Regions from separate parts of the Arachis hypogaea genome. Here region 2 is linked to region 1. A link is a contact called in public Hi-C data. All regions are on one chromosome and are shown on one strand. The core of a region is the stretch at or near the end of the contact, and the rest is flanking DNA. Distances in the headings are between cores, read along the strand shown. Region 1 holds the start of LOC112783123 (putative serine/threonine-protein kinase-like protein CCR3). Region 2 holds the start of LOC112783084 (NF-X1-type zinc finger protein NFXL2).

The links. A called contact is a pair of places that touch in the nucleus more often than the background predicts.
Region 2: a Hi-C map of leaf shows a contact between it and region 1, with 2.6 times the contacts expected there. The contact joins the promoter of LOC112783084 here to the promoter of LOC112783123 in region 1. A contact is called at or near these places in 2 of 8 Hi-C or Micro-C datasets (leaf and an unstated tissue).

The regions. Positions count from the first base shown.
Region 1 is chr20:33,692,258-33,695,103 of arahy.Tifrunner.gnm2.J5K5, forward strand. It overlaps LOC112783123 (putative serine/threonine-protein kinase-like protein CCR3), which reads left to right and starts at 1,474. Exons shown (of 1, transcript XM_025825900.3): 1 at 1,474-2,846. The coding sequence starts at 1,800.
Region 2 is chr20:34,065,537-34,068,236 of arahy.Tifrunner.gnm2.J5K5, forward strand. It overlaps LOC112783084 (NF-X1-type zinc finger protein NFXL2), which reads right to left and starts at 1,269. Exons shown (of 14, transcript XM_025825849.3): 1 at 441-1,269; 2 at 1-274. The coding sequence starts at 1,147.

The DNA.
Region 1 (2,846 bases), core at 224-2,723:
AAATTTTATAAAATTAATTAATTAATTTAAAATTGTAATATAAAAAATTTTAAAAATTAAATCAAAATTTCACTTGCTATTATTCATCTGCTTTATATTTTCATCGTCTCTGAATATAAAACTTGTTTACTCTCTTCTCTTAAACAGCTAAATGATTACAATCATCCATGAAACAAGGAGTATTATAAAAATTGAGATTTGAAGAAGTTGGTCAAGGATGATAAAAATGTCTCCCCAATTAATCAAATTGATTTTCTAAATTTTTAATCTATTAAATTAGATTTTAAATTTTTTTAATAATAATTTCGTTCATCCTTATTTAACTTTTTTGTAAATATACGTTATTTTTAACTCATTTATGAGATTCTCAAATTCACAAAAAATTATGATTGTATTTTAAGATTTGAAATCACACAAATTTGTGGTACAATTTAAAAAATAAATTAAAAATCCTCATAAAATTACGTAATTCCAAATTTCCAATTTTCTCTGAAAGTGTAAATTTATGAACTCCCAAAATTAAATAAAAAATGAAACGGAAGGAAAAAAGTACGATGTAAAAAATTTAATAAGTGTGATAGTAGAAAGAACATGAGAATAAGAAGTAGAGGAACTAATAAAAATAATTTAAAAATTATAATTCACAAAAATATTTACAGAAATTAATTAATATATTAGGAAGCAAGATGTGATGGGCAAGGCCATAGAAAGTTAACCGAAGTTAAATTGGTCTCCTAGTTAGTTTATTAGCTGACTTAAATACATATTAGAGGTTTGAATTTTGCCTTTTGCATGTAACAATTTATTAGTCAATAATAAATCTTTAAACAAAAAATATCATAAAAAAAAGTTAAAAATTAAATGCATTTTCTCCGCATATGCTATAAATAAATCTGATGGTTCGATTTATTTGATTACATGTAAAATTGATATTTATATATTAATAATCTAATTATTTAATTTGTAATTCAAAAAATTTTAAAAATTATATTTTATGAAATTTGATCTCTTCATTTGTATATTCTAAAATTTTAAAATTCAGCTTTTATTTTATAAATTTTATTATCACTCAAGTCTGATGATTTGATTTATTAATTATAATTAAAAAAATTATACTTCATATTAAAAAAAAAATACGCAAGCTAACTATTCTAATAGATAATATAAAATTTTCATCGATTTCAAAAAATTAGCCAAATATTTAATCGAGGTTGATTTAAAATGGTCACAATTCAAAAAAAAATGAGTGAAAATAAAGAGTGTGATAGTTGGAAGTCAATTATTCTTTTCAAGACTTGCATTAAGTTGAGTTGAAATAATTAAATTCTTAATAATTAAAATTTAGTAGAAACCAATAATTTCATTCAAAACTCAAATAAAAATAGAAAGAGATAGCTAAATAAGTAGTAAATAATAACAGAAAAAGAAAAGTTGTCTTTGTGTATAAAGGAGAAGCAAACAAGTCTTATAAAGGCAAACAGTAAGCAGCTTTGATCAGAGATTAGAGAGGCTGAAAAGCCACCTTCACTTCTCTCTCTCTCTCTCTCTCTCTCTCTAAATTCAACATTCCACAACTAACAAACATTTAAAACTCTTTTTTCTTCTCACATTCTCTTTTCCTCATTCCTTTTCTTCCAGAGCCCCAAAGAGAGAAGGAAAAAAAAAAAGACATCACAACTTCAATTCGTTTCTTTCTTTCTTTCTTTCAGAAAACACCACCTGCAAATGAGGCACCTGAAACCGCCGCCAACCACCGCCGCCGCCGCCGCCACCTCTCACTTAAAAATCCGTTCTTTTCGATGATGACACCACTTTCCTCCTCCGAAATCCTTCGTCTCTCCGCCGCGGTGATATTCACGCTCTCTCTACTGATTCCCACTTCCCATGCTCTCGGCTCCGGCGCTACCCTTGCCGTCACCGACGCCTCCGACACCGTCTGCGGCGTCGTCGCCGGGGAATCCACCCAACGCATTGAGTGCTCCCGCCTCGGTAGTCAGCTTGTCCCCGCCGTTCCCCCTAACATCTCATTCTCCACCGTCTCCGGCGGCGCCACCTTCTTCTGCGGCCTCAGGTCCGGCAACCGCACCTTGCTCTGTTGGAACACCATCACCACCACCAACGGAACCTTCACACCAAAGAGACTCTACAACAACGACACTGTTCTATTGGAGAATCTCGCCGTCGGAGAAACCCACGTTTGCGCCACCGTGGTCGGCGCCGGAACCGTTACGTGCTGGAGAACCAGCAAAACGTTCAAGTCCCCATCTAGGTCTCTTCAATTCTCTTCAATCTCATCTGGGTCAGGATTCTCTTGCGGGATTCTGAAGAACAGTTCTCAAGTTCGATGTTGGGGTGAAACGGTAATTTCAAGAGTGATTGAAAATGGGTTTAAGAACATGTCTATGTGGAGCATTGTCGCTGGTGGTTCACACGTTTGTGGGTTGAATTCAACTGGATTTCTGGTTTGTATAGGGAACAACGACAATTTTGGGCAACTTGATGTTCCAAAAAATGAAGCTTGGGAATTTGGTGAATTAGCACTTGGTGCTAGCCATGGATGTGCTTTGAGAAAGTTGAATGGAACTGGAAGCGTTGTTTGTTGGGGTGGTGATGGTAATTTCACATCGGAAGTAACAAAAGGTGTTTCCTTCGAGGTAATTGTTTCTGGGTCTAACTTCACTTGTGGATTAGTGACACGTAATCTTAGTGTTCTTTGTTGGGGTCCTGGTTGGCCTAATAATAATGGTTCAAGATTTGAACTTCCATTGCCTAGTGTTCTTCCGGGTCCTTGTGTTCAATCCTCTTGTGATAGTTGTGGTCCATATCCTGATTCTCAATCTCTGTGT
Region 2 (2,700 bases), core at 19-2,518, 370 kb after region 1:
TTGCAAAGGGCAGTCTCCACACTCCCCAACATGGCACCCTCTCTCACACACATGCCTCCCACATCCAAGCCTCTTCTCACAAGGCTCGCCACACCTGAAAACACGGTTACAGCACTCCCTTTCTTCCTTCTTCTTCCCACACCGGCACTGGTACACACTGCGTGCCCGGCAGGGAGGGCATTGACCCTTATGACAAATCTCAGCACAACCATGAACCCCACAATCCAGAACCTTCCCACAAACTTTCCCACACGAGAACTCCTTGAACCCGCACCTATATTACACAAATACCGATAACAGTATTGAGTATGAGTATATGACACAAAAATACAGCAAAGTTATGAAAATAAGAAGTTTAATTTAGCAGTCTTTGATGCAAATACAAATGCAATACACATACGTCAGCATAAATGAAGTATTTGAGCATCATGGACACGCACCTCCTCACATCTTCAATTTTGGTACAAAAGCAACTAACTTTCACGAGTTTCGGGCAGGACGGGCAGGGTCCAGGGTGGCATAAAAGAAGGCAATGGTGACCACAGTTGTGCTTCAATGGCCTCCCACAAATCTCACCGCAAGAATGAGGCAAAACCCATGGATCATTGGGAGGGTTCTCGAGTTTTCCGCAGAAGCAAAAGTAGGTTTTTGGAATGTGCGTGATTGGGTACTCTACCCTGCATTTGGGGCAGTTCCAGAGCGCGGTTTCAGAGGCGCGCTGCTCTGTGATAGGGAGGCGCGTGGCGGCGCGTGCGGCAGCGAGATTGGAGGCTTGGCGGGCCCATGATTGGATACAATGGAGGTGGAAGAGGGCGAAGCAGAGCGAGGAGCAGGACCATGTTGGGTCTGAGGGTTTGATGCGTTCGAGGCAGATGAGGCATGAGAGTGCGCCGGAGGATGAGGAAGTAAGGAATGATTGGATCTTTGACACTTCGGCCGGGGTGGCGGTGGTGGCGGAGGAGGAGTGGCGGCCGGTGAACTCGAAGTAGGGTTTGAAGATGGAGGCGGAGAGGTTGGAATGGCGGAGAAGATCGGAGGAGGAGGAGTGGGTTCCGCTGCCGTCGGAGTCGGTGTCGGAGTCGTAGAGTGGCGGCGGCGGCGGCGGCTGCGGAGGAGGATGTTGGAGGTGGTGGATTGATGACTTCATGTTTCCGATCTCAGCCCCCAGATCGGTGTATTGTGGTTGTTTTCAGGGAGCTTCTTTGTTTTGTGTTTAGTGTTCTGTACTTCTGTCATCTGTGCTTTGCATATTGTTCTCATGTTCTGTTTAATTAAAAATTTATTTATTTATATATTTATTTATCGGGAGAGTGAGTGGCTGAGACACTGAGTGTTATTTACTGGATCTTTTGGGAGCTTTTAATTTTGATAGGGAGTAGGGGGTGTAAGTTACCGAATCGGACCGTGAAATACCGCAAAATCGAATCGAAAATTATTACAACCAAATTAAAAATCGAAAAAATTGGTTTTTTTGTTTTTTTTTTTTTTGAATTAAACCGATCGAAATTGTTGTGGCTGCTGGTTCACGAAATTGTGATTCACACTTTTCACAATTCCGCACAACTAACCAGCAAGTGCACTGAATTGTCCAAATAATACCTTACGTGAGTAAGGGTCGATCCCACGGAGATTGTCGGCTTGAAGCAAGCTATGGTCATCTTGTAAATCTTAGTCAGGCGGATTCAAATGGTTATGAGGTTTTGATAATTAAAAGATAAATAGAACATAAAATAAAATAAAGATATTTATGTGATTCATTGGTGGGAATTTCAGATAAGTGTTTGGAGATGCTTTGTTGCTTCTGAACCTCTGCTTTCCTATTGTTTTCTTCCAATCATGCGTGCTCCCATCCATGACAAGCTGTAGGATCCTCTCGGATGAAAAATATCAGGTACAGTTTCTGCACGGCTAATCAACTGTCGGATTTCTCGTCTCGGATGAAAAATACCAGGTACAGCTACCGCACGGCTAATCATCTGTCGGTTCTCACTAGCGTCGGAATAGGATCTCTCTATCCTTTTGCACACTGCACTGCGCCCAACATTCATAAGTTTGAAGCTCGTCACGGTCATCCCTTCCCAGATCCTACTCGGAATACCACAGACAAGGTTTAGACTTTTCGGATCTCATGAATGCTGCCAATTGGTTCTAGCCTATACCACGAAGATCCTAACCTCACGGACTCGGTCTGTGGATTAGAGACCCAAGAGAATATACTCCGGCTGTCGTCTAATGACTACGTTGAACATCATGTAGACCGCTTGTGGTTGTCAGGCACGCAGATCTTGGCTAAACGAGTAATGAAGATAGTGGGTGATTGTCACGGGTCACCCCTTCATTCTGACTTAACTGAATTAAGTACGAGAGTATATCTTGGAAAAGAAGTAAGCGTGAATTGAAAGAGAAATAATAGTACTTGCATTAATTCATGAAGAACAGCAGAGCTCCGCACCTTAATCTATGAGGTGTAGAAACTCCACCGTAGAAAATACATAAGAGAAAAAAGGTCTAGGCATGGCCGAATGGCCAGCCTCCAAAATCCAAAGTTCTAAGGACTAAACGTCCAGAGATGCGAATACAATAGTAAAAAGTGCTATTTATACTAAACTAGTTACTAGGGATTACAGAAAATAAGTAACTAAGTGTAGATAGTGCAGAAATCCACTTCTAGGACCCACTTGGTGTGTTCTTGGGCTGAGC